3 separate regions of the Triticum aestivum genome follow, and regions 2 and 3 are each linked to region 1. Evidence: chromatin contacts called from public Hi-C data. All regions are on one chromosome and are shown on one strand. The core of a region is the stretch at or near the end of the contact, and the rest is flanking DNA. Distances in the headings are between cores, read along the strand shown. Region 1 holds the start of LOC100037599 (transcription factor WRKY19). Region 2 holds the start of LOC123124712 (L-type lectin-domain containing receptor kinase IX.1-like). Region 3 has its middle 91 kb from the start of LOC123121289.

Region 1 (3,118 bases), core at 303-2,802:
CACCTACCCTCTGCACGCTGGGAACAAATTCTCAACATCCCATCGAAATGTATATGTAATACCATACCATGAACGTAGCACTGCCAGAGATATCAGCTGCATGCATATTTCCCTGGCTGATCTTGAGATATCAGCTGCATCATGACATTGCTTTCAGTGTGGAACTGAGTGAAAAAGCAGGCTCACGGTCTCGCCACAAGATCGCAACCAAAAGGTGCGGCGTGTATCGGCCGGGAAGCATCGCCGAACACGCGGGAAAGCGACGGTTCGAACCTTCTTGCATGCGTCCATGCACCATTCGGCTCCATCATTCCCGGTATGAACAAGACAACGCTACCACATCACATGCCTGCCTTGAGCGTGTACGGGTACCTATCAGCCTATCACGACGATTTACTTTGCATATATGTGGCCTCTAGGAGTGGCAAAGGAAAGACATGTATGCATGCGTACGCGTCCGTCCATGATCCATCCATGTACAGTCATGTGACCGCCGTGGTTTACAACATGAGTCGGGGCTTTTCACAAGGCGCGCCGCCTTGTTCCGAAAAGCCGGGCATCAACAACTTCGTCTGCCGTTGCTATTAAGAAGAATCCAAGCGCGTATATAGCCAATAGCTAGGTCTCGACATCGAATTGCCTGTCCCATTTTCATTCTCCTGTTGAGGATCGTTTTGATTTCTCCAGACAACTAAAGGTCTCTTAATTTGGGACACCGATGCGATGCCGGTGACGTGGCTTTGTGAATACAACTTCAAAACAACACTAAAACACATGAAAGCATCAATATAGCCCGTAGGATTCTATATGAGAATTTTACAGAAACTTTAAGAGAAAGAAAGTCCATGGGATGGAAGACAGAGAGAAATTGTTGCATGGGACCACCTCTTGTTAGAAATCCTTGGGGCAGTGCATAGAAATTTGCGAGATTACTCTTCTATTATCTAAAGGAAAAGTGTGTGGTCTCCTACCTCCCCCAGGAAAGATGTCATGCCTGAATTAAATTTCTCCGAAATATCTATGAAAATCCTTGAAGCTGTGAAAACAAAGCGAACGGGGAATTTCTTTCGGTATTTAACTTCTTCTTTTTTTTTTGCCTTTTTGAGACAATCTCCCAAAGCTTTTATTCATACGTCACAATGTTTACAGGGACGAAGAGAAGATCACTGGGTTGGCTTAACAAAGCGTGATGGCCAACCCCCAAAGTATGAGCATGCTTTGCTACATTATGTGCCTCGAAATTCGAGGTTCTAAACTCATGGCAAAATTACAAGATAAAAATGGAGCTGTATTTAACATTTTTGCTGTTGTGGTGCAGGTGCAGTTGGCCCAAACAAATAAATCAGTGTCCAAGCTCCTGCAGGGCCCGGGCTTTGCTAGCAACAACCGTTTATCTAGGAATCCATTAACTCCGACCCGGTTCGGCATGGCACTGGCCAATCAGATCACTCCCTGCTAAGCTCGCCGCGGTCACTGTCCTCTTGTTTCTGCTCCCGGACGCGGTTCCTCCCCCCATTAAATACAGCTCATCCTCCCTTCTGCCCGATCACATCCCCATTTTGCCTCTCCTCCGCGCTCTCTCTCTCCACACACACACACACACACACACACACACACACACACACACACAGACACACACTTCCGATCTTACATTTGCTCTGAGAAATCAGATAGGAATCCTGCACCGGCGAGAAAGAAACCCCGAGCAGATAGAGATGGAGGCCGTGCATGAGGGCAATGGAGGAGGGAGCGGCCTGGTGGTGACGGAGCTGAGCCACATCAAGGAGCTGGTGAAGCAGCTGGACGTGCACCTGGGGGGCTCGCCCGACCTCTGCAAGCTCCTCGCCCAGCAGATCTTCGCCGTCACCGAGAGGTCCATCGGCATGATCAGGTCCGGCCACTTCAACGGCCCCAAGCGCCCGGCCGCCGGCGCCGGCCTCGACTCGCCGCCGCTGTCCCCCACGCCCAGCCCCCTCAGCGGCGTCTCCAACACGCCGTTCAAGCCCAACAAGAAGAGGTGACCCAAAACCCCTCGCAGTTGCAGAGAAACTGTTTTCTTTTAATCTTTTTTGCTGGATTGTTGAGTGATTTCTTGTTCTTGGATTCGCAGGAAGACGTCGGAGAAAGGGGGGCGTCAGATCAGGGTGAGCTCGGCGGCGGGAGGGGCGGACGCCCCCGCCGACGACGGCCGCAGCTGGAGGAAGTACGGCCAGAAGGACATCCTCGGAGCCCAGCACCCAAGGTTGGTCTCGGCGCATTTCGGCCAAAGTTCATCCTTCGTTTCAAATAGTAATTGCACATGCTTTCCGAAGTGGCAACGAAATCATTCGCTTTTCCTTCCGTGAGATGATGGAGATCTCTCTTTTGGATTTGGGACACTGTTCCCGAATTCATGGCGTCCACATGTCAGATAGGAATAGGGCAGAGAGTGCACAGCGTCCGATTGGATATGTTCCGAAAGGAGCTGCTGTTATTGGATAGGTGATGATGATGGCGTGATGCTGCTTTGTGCCAGTAGTAATTTTGTTCTGGCTTCAGAATCGCGAACTTTTCTGTAAAAGGGAAAAAAGTTCAGAGTTCAGAACTGGGCATGCCGCCATGGTGTTCTTTTTTTCGCCGTGCCTGATCTGGATCGTGCACAACATTGCAGGGCGTACTACCGTTGCACGTACCAAAAGACTCAGGGATGCGCGGCGACGAAGCAGGTGCAGCGCGCCGACGAGGACCCGGCGCTCTTCGACGTGATCTACCACGGCGAGCACACCTGCGTCCATAAGACGGCGGCGGCGGCGGTGCAGCCGGCCGGGCAGAACCCGGGCGCGGAAAGCCTTCTGCAGAGCCTGAGCTCGAGCCTGACGGTGAAGACCGAGGGGCTCACGGCGGCGGGAGCGCAGGGCTGGAGCGCCACCACGCCCTTCAGCTTCTCCTCGCCGGCGGTGAGCGGCATGACGCCGCCGGAGCACCACCCGTTCTCCACGCCGTCGACGCCGGAGAACTGCTTCGTGTCGATGCCCACGTCGCTCGAACCCTCGCCGGCGACCTCGGGCTCGAACCACATGTGCATGACCCCGTTCCATGCGCAGTCCGAGCTCCAAACAATGGTGTCAGCGCTCGTGGA
Region 2 (3,118 bases), core at 408-2,907, 200 kb after region 1:
GTAAGTTTCTTATCAGGTGAGGTTGACACAACCGAAACAATGGAGTTGACATCGATACCGACATGGTTGTCATCGTCGTCCACTTGCAGGTTCCTGAAGGTGTCAAACTCGACCGCCACAATACGGTCACTACCGGTTGCATTCTTGTTGTTGCTGCCATTGAAAAGTCCGAGATTCCCACCATAGCTCCCCAGAGGGATGCCCGACGGGTAGTGCCCAAGGAAGAAGGCCATCCCATCGGCGCTGTAATCCGCGTTGACCGGCCTAATTTGGAAGGAGAAAGAAGTGTTAAAGCTGGCCACCTCGCCGGTGGCCTTGTTCCAGAGCGGCACCGGCTGCGCGTACCATACGCGACCGATGCTGTGGTTGTTGCCTTCACTGATATCGTTCATGGTCAGCTCCATGAAAGGGGCATGGAAGAAGGCATCGCCAGCGCAGGCAATATCCGCATCCGGGGTGCAGTAGGAGCCGGGATCAGAGAAGTTGAAGTTGAAGGAGAGTGAGGTAGCATAAGGAACATGGATGGAAAACAATAAGGTGCAGAAGCAAAACACCATGATTACAAAGTGGTGAGAACTCATTGCTGCTGCCACTGTTGGTGTTTGGGAGGACAACTACATTTGGTAGGAGAATTGAACAGAACGAAACCAAGCTTTTGCAATGGAGCCGGCCAGCCAAGGCCTTGTTTTCTACATGGTAGCATGGACCTTTTCAAACCACCCAAAGCTTGCAACAATGTTCCAGCTGGTCCATTTGGCAGGTTTAGAAACTGCGAAGACGTAAACTAATATCCTGATTGTGCAATGCAGCTGAGCACCCAAATAAGCCATAGACAAACTACAAACAAACAAATAAAAAATACATGGGCAGTGCAGCGTAGAGGTGGGAGAAAGTTCGCCATTTGGGAGTACTTCTTGCATTAGTGCTTAACCCCGTTTTCCCATGGACAAACGTTCGCTGGCTTGTTAATTTGCAACCAACTTTTGTTACAACCTGATGAATGAACAGAATTTTCCGACACCTTACAGGGACACAGAACATGGTGATCTCAGAAGCAAAAACTAAACATCTGTTTTAGGATTTTTTTTTAATTTCTTCAGACTACATTTACACCCAAATTTTATTCCCACCTTAACATGAAACAATTTCTCGATGCAGGTCCGGCCATGTTGAGCAAGGTCCCTTTCATATACTAGTATAGTACCACAAATATATGTTCCACCATACCGCGTCCTTGATGTGTTTATTACTGATATATAATCCCTTTCCCTCTGCTAAGTGAATCAGCAAAAAATGGCTAATTGTGGACATAAATAACGAACTTGTTTAACAGCAATAAATCCAGAAATCTCCCAGCACTTGGTACGAAGGGGAGATTGAGTATCGTCTTCTGAAGTTCATGGTTTGGCCTGTGGTTGACCTTAGCGCACCTGGCAATCAGCGACGGGAAGCGTCCGCAGGCGCTGGTTGCGCGCGGCCATGAGACCATAACCAGGCCGGGCCCGCGCCGGAGTAGAGGTCATCCCTCTCCAGCCGCCACACGACCCTCGCTTGCTTCTTACTGGCGTAGTGGCGTGCACCGGCGCCGCCGCGGCCTCACGGTAAACCATCCCACGCCGCCGCTCCTCCATGACCATCGGTGCTACTGCAGCATTGTGGTGACACCGCCTATGGGCCTTGCACACAGTTGGGCTGAGATTTTGTATCGAGTTCGATATCCGAAAATTGGTCGGCCGTCTCTGTAATATTTTCTTGAGAAAAGGCCTCGTGGGCAGCCCGACCCGGCTCGGGCCTCCATTTGCAGCCCCGGACAGAATTTGGGTTGGGGCTTAAGGGATGGATTGCTTTCCTTCAGGCCAGGCTTGTGCTTGTATATTGACTTTCGAAGGTCAGGCTTTTGCAAGGCACCCGACCCGACAAATGCCCATGTTTACCTTTTTTTAGGGTAATGCCCATGTTTACCCAGGCGCCTCTATTTTTCGCATGGCATGTTGTGATTGGAGCTTGCCTACAAAACGGGGCAACAACACACTTCCTTCGTCCTATAATATAAAATGTTTTTTGACACTGACGTTTGTTTTTTTACGGAAGACACTGATGTTTGTTGATTTCATTGGTTTGCTTCGTTTCTTTTCTCCTTTTGTTTTTTACTTATTTTATATTTTTAAATGTTTTAAATATAAATATATTTCATGAATTGCTTTATTTTTTAAATGTACTCCATGCACTAAAATTATTTTTAAAATGCAAAAAATTGTCCGTGCAGTTTTAAAAACTTTATACCATTCGAAAATATGTTCAGTCATTTAATAAATATTCATGAAATGTAAAAATCTGTTTGTGTAATTCTACTAAAATGCTCACAAGTTTATAAAGATGTTTGTTGCGAGAAGTTTATAAATATGTTCATGAATTTACTGTAAAAAAATTATGAAATGCAAAATTTAGTTTACTTAATTGTTAAAAAGCTTCATATCATTCGAAAAAGTGTTCGTGACATTTATAAAATGTTTACACACTTAAATATACGTTCGTCCTTCGTGGCGTCAAACATGGCATCGAACTGGGTCGACGATCGGTCCAGGACCATCGCATAGACGTCCGCCACCGCCGGTGCCGAATCAACAACCAACTCTACAAGATCGAGCTGGCCAAGTCCAACTGCACCACCTGTTCCCTCGTCGACAAGGGCAAAGGGCGGGCAGCGTGGGCTGGAGTCCACACCCGGCCGTTGCTGCTAGCTGGACGCAGTCGATTGTCTAAAAAAGGAAAGTGATTGTCGCACAAGCACACAACGATGACCGATCAGGGCTACCACAACCACTGGATGGACGTTCAATGCTTGAAGGATAGCAACAACATCAGCGGCGACGATGACAGACCAAGCATCAACCAAGGTGCCAACGACCTTGGAGGCCATGCCTACGAGGTCACCGTCCGGTAGCTCACTTAGCTGTTTAGGTTTAAATTTCATTCTTTGGTTGTAAGTACATCAAAATTTACAGTCTAGACACAAGCCTATCATCTTAAGATTTTTCGAAGTTAACGTAGGCATCTTTTAGTCGACGGGAACGTGTGATCATCAGAATTTAAACCTGATGGGCTGAAGATATCAGTG
Region 3 (3,118 bases), core at 308-2,807, 160 kb before region 1:
CCTCTAGAAGCAGACACCCGCCTCCTGGGAAATTTACCGGTCATTCATACGCCAGAGAGAGCATCCCGCGACACCCGGACGGAAAACTTCCAAGGAAAAGAGCGAGCAACACACGGCGCGCGTGTGCTATGTCCCCCATGTGCGCGGCACGCAGAGGCAGCAGGGGCCGGTCAGGAGCAAGACCGCGTCGTGCCATACTCTGTACACCCATGGACTGTACTGGGAAGGAAGGGGATAATTACTCCATCGGGTCGAGTAAAGGCGACGACGCCTTTTCTTTTCTTGTTGCTGGCCTTGCCCGCGCGTACTCTACCTACGCAGGCAGTGGCACAGATGCTGCATCCATTGGCATGGCCCCACGCGGTGCCCGCCGCGTACTCCCGGCCCAGTCACAGTCCCGCCGGTGGAGATCGCACGCGGCCAGCCACGCGGTGCCCCTCTTTCCTTGTCGCCTTGTCACTTGATTAATCGATGCGTAGTTAGTAGGAAACCCGGGGCCGGTTTTGAACGATCGGAAGAGGGGGAAAAAAGGCTTGTTTGTTGCATTCCATGGCTGCAGTTGACAAGGGAGTGAGGGACCAGTGGTTTATGATCAAGTTGCTGCCTGCGCGCCCATCGCCACCACCACTTGGCACTCCCCTCCCAAGTTGCAGGCAGATAGACAGTGGAGCCAACGGAGGGTGGGTTCACCCTACAGGTGTTTAGTGCCATGTGGGAAATAAGCTCGGGAGCTGCGAGCATCTACGACGCTCATCACTCTCTGCAGCCAGCCGCGTGGGTACATGCATGCATGTATGTGGGGGTGGGCGGGGCCACCCACAAGTGGCCGGGGAATCCCGCGGGAACTGATGTTGTGTCACGCTCACATGGCCACTCTTGCCATTTCGAGGGTGATCTAATTAATCGGTTGTGTGGGCAAACTGGGCTACCCGACCAGAAGTAGTTTTCCGCTCATAAATTAAATATAGTCCTAGTCACGTTTAGCATAGGCAGGGTTGATATATGACATTGTTGCTGAGTTTGTAATTTGGAACATCCATTTTAGGGGGTGATATAGTCCTAGTCACGTGTATTTTAGTTTTAGATACATCCATTTCTGCGACGAGTAATTTGAAACGGAGGGAGTACTATCATATTGTGCGCTAGGCTCACGGCCGTTCCATCGCATTCGAATTTCAAAATGTCTAGGGGGTGATAAAAGAATGCTAGAAAACGAGCAAACAGTTTGCGAAAACCCCTGCATCTTTTGTTTGCGGAAACCAGTGCACCTTCCAGAGATATAAGTATGAACCACTTATTTAATCTATGTTTCGATTTGAAAAATGTCCCTGTCGTGGGTACTGTACTCCACTTGTACCGTATTGTTTTGGCAGTGGCTCCCACCCACACTCATACAGGCTCTCCGTGTCATCTCCGTAGAGTAGAAAACGTGCATGCATGCATTCACACATAATAACTGTTGCCTTTGCTGATCTTTTCCTTGCGCGCAGTCTGTGGTGGGCCTATTTCTCCACGGATGCTTCCCCTGTCATGTCTGTTGCACACTAGCAGAGTGGCAGTGGCTCTATTTGTTGCTACAGTACAAATTTGTGGAGTACACAACAGAGGGTGGACATTCAAGGACAGTATAGGAACTACCACGAAGTTTTCAACCGTCAGATGTTTTCCCACCATCGCCATGCGCCGTTAAAATAAATCCGACGCCATTTCAGTTTAATTACTAGCTAAGCTGTTCTGCTGCTGGACTTAGAGAATCGCTTCGGGAAACAAATATAGCAGACTCATCAAAGCCGCGCATATACAGTAGAACCAGAGATTCTCAGAAATGTTACTCTTACCAGTACGGTACGTGCAGTGCGTGCGTTGGTACAGTACTGCACATCGTTGAGGTACGGAGAAGATACCCATCGATCGGTCACCACTTGCTTTCTCTCTCCGACGTCAGTGGCTCTCCCGGCGCTGACGTACACGCGCAAGGATGCATGAACCTGGTCAGCTTCCAGGTTGCTTCGCTTCGCCAGCAGCCAATGGCGTGCATGCTAGCTCTGACTTCACCACACATCAGACCCCCACTAGTACTACCTCTGAATTTTAAATCCCTCTAGAAACGGGGGTCTCTTGCACCACGCAAAGGCGTTCCCTTTGCCAATTTCCACGCCCACAAAGCGGCAAAGCGCGCACGGGTGGCTAAATATCATCAAAATAAAAATGTTTCATGTCATGCACTCCTGCACGGTAGAACTGAACTTTCAATGGGATCTCGTACTAAGTAAAAATAGTTCTAAAAAGAATACTACTCCTACTAAATTAACACAGACGAAAATGCACCCAAGGTATTCTTCTGCCGAAGACGGAAATTAACTGCGACGTTAATAATTATGATTATTCTAATGAATGATACTTGAAAAGTCCACTGATCGATCGGACCTGAATAACGGCGGGAGAAATGCTTGAGGGCACATGCGCCAACTTTGGGATACAAAATTGGTTCTCTCAGGAACCCTTCGTAGTTTAGAGTTTCTGCATGGATAGATAAATATCTCCGTTGGTTGGATCGAAGGCCAGCTGCTACCGTGGTTCCTGTTCAAGCATGCAAAGGGGCAACATGGAATTGGTCAGCATCATGATTTCTCAACAAAATAATAAAATTAGAAATTGGTCAGCATCATGGGCAACTGAGCTTTTAAATTCCACATCCATCTCTCCTTTGGTCTAAGATTCCTGCAGCGTTGGCAGGGAGCGCCAGCGGCTTAATGGGTCCGTGCCAATTTTTGGAAGTGACCCGTCCTGAAATTTTTGCATGCTAATACAAAATAAAAATGGCCAATGTGGATGGTCAGGTAACGCGTCTATCTGTATCCCTAGCAAGAAGGGCCAGTGGAGCTGTGGAGGTGATGCATGATCACTACCACACAGTGCTGATGGGTGTATTTTACCCCATTATTTTCTAAGTTTAATTTTAATATTCTAAAGAAAATCTTACGGTATCTCTTTAAATTGCTTATTAATGACAAAATACTTACAAGATGTATAAATCTCCTTATTTCGATATTTTGTTGCGGATATGATGGATAAAATAGAAAACAGACACAATTTTGTAATTTCCTCCCAATTTGGA

The links. Hi-C and Micro-C count contacts between places; a contact is called where the count stands out from the background.
Region 2: a Hi-C map of leaf shows a contact between it and region 1, with 5 times the contacts expected there. The contact joins the promoter of LOC123124712 here to the promoter of LOC100037599 in region 1. A contact is called at or near these places in 2 of 5 Hi-C or Micro-C datasets (both in leaf).
Region 3: a Hi-C map of leaf shows a contact between it and region 1, with 5 times the contacts expected there. The contact joins the enhancer-like site here to the promoter of LOC100037599 in region 1. A contact is called at or near these places in 2 of 5 Hi-C or Micro-C datasets (both in leaf) and 1 of 1 datasets of contacts at active chromatin or transcription factors (leaf).

The regions. Positions count from the first base shown.
Region 1 is chr5D:295,988,480-295,991,597 of IWGSC CS RefSeq v2.1, forward strand. LOC100037599 (transcription factor WRKY19) reads left to right here and starts at 1,553. Exons shown (of 3, transcript XM_044541194.1): 1 at 1,553-2,017; 2 at 2,111-2,242; 3 at 2,651-3,118. The coding sequence starts at 1,716.
Region 2 is chr5D:296,192,947-296,196,064 of IWGSC CS RefSeq v2.1, forward strand. It overlaps LOC123124712 (L-type lectin-domain containing receptor kinase IX.1-like), which reads right to left and starts at 1,658. Exons shown (of 2, transcript XM_044545284.1): 1 at 1-1,658. The coding sequence starts at 581.
Region 3 is chr5D:295,829,839-295,832,956 of IWGSC CS RefSeq v2.1, forward strand. No RefSeq gene overlaps it. Among protein-coding and RNA genes, the nearest start is that of LOC123121289, 91 kb to the right of the region's middle. Within about 2 kb of position 1,558, at least 8 of the 8 cell types and tissues checked have an H3K27ac peak or open chromatin away from gene starts, as enhancers often do. A contact at or near this core is called in leaf, where this site is marked.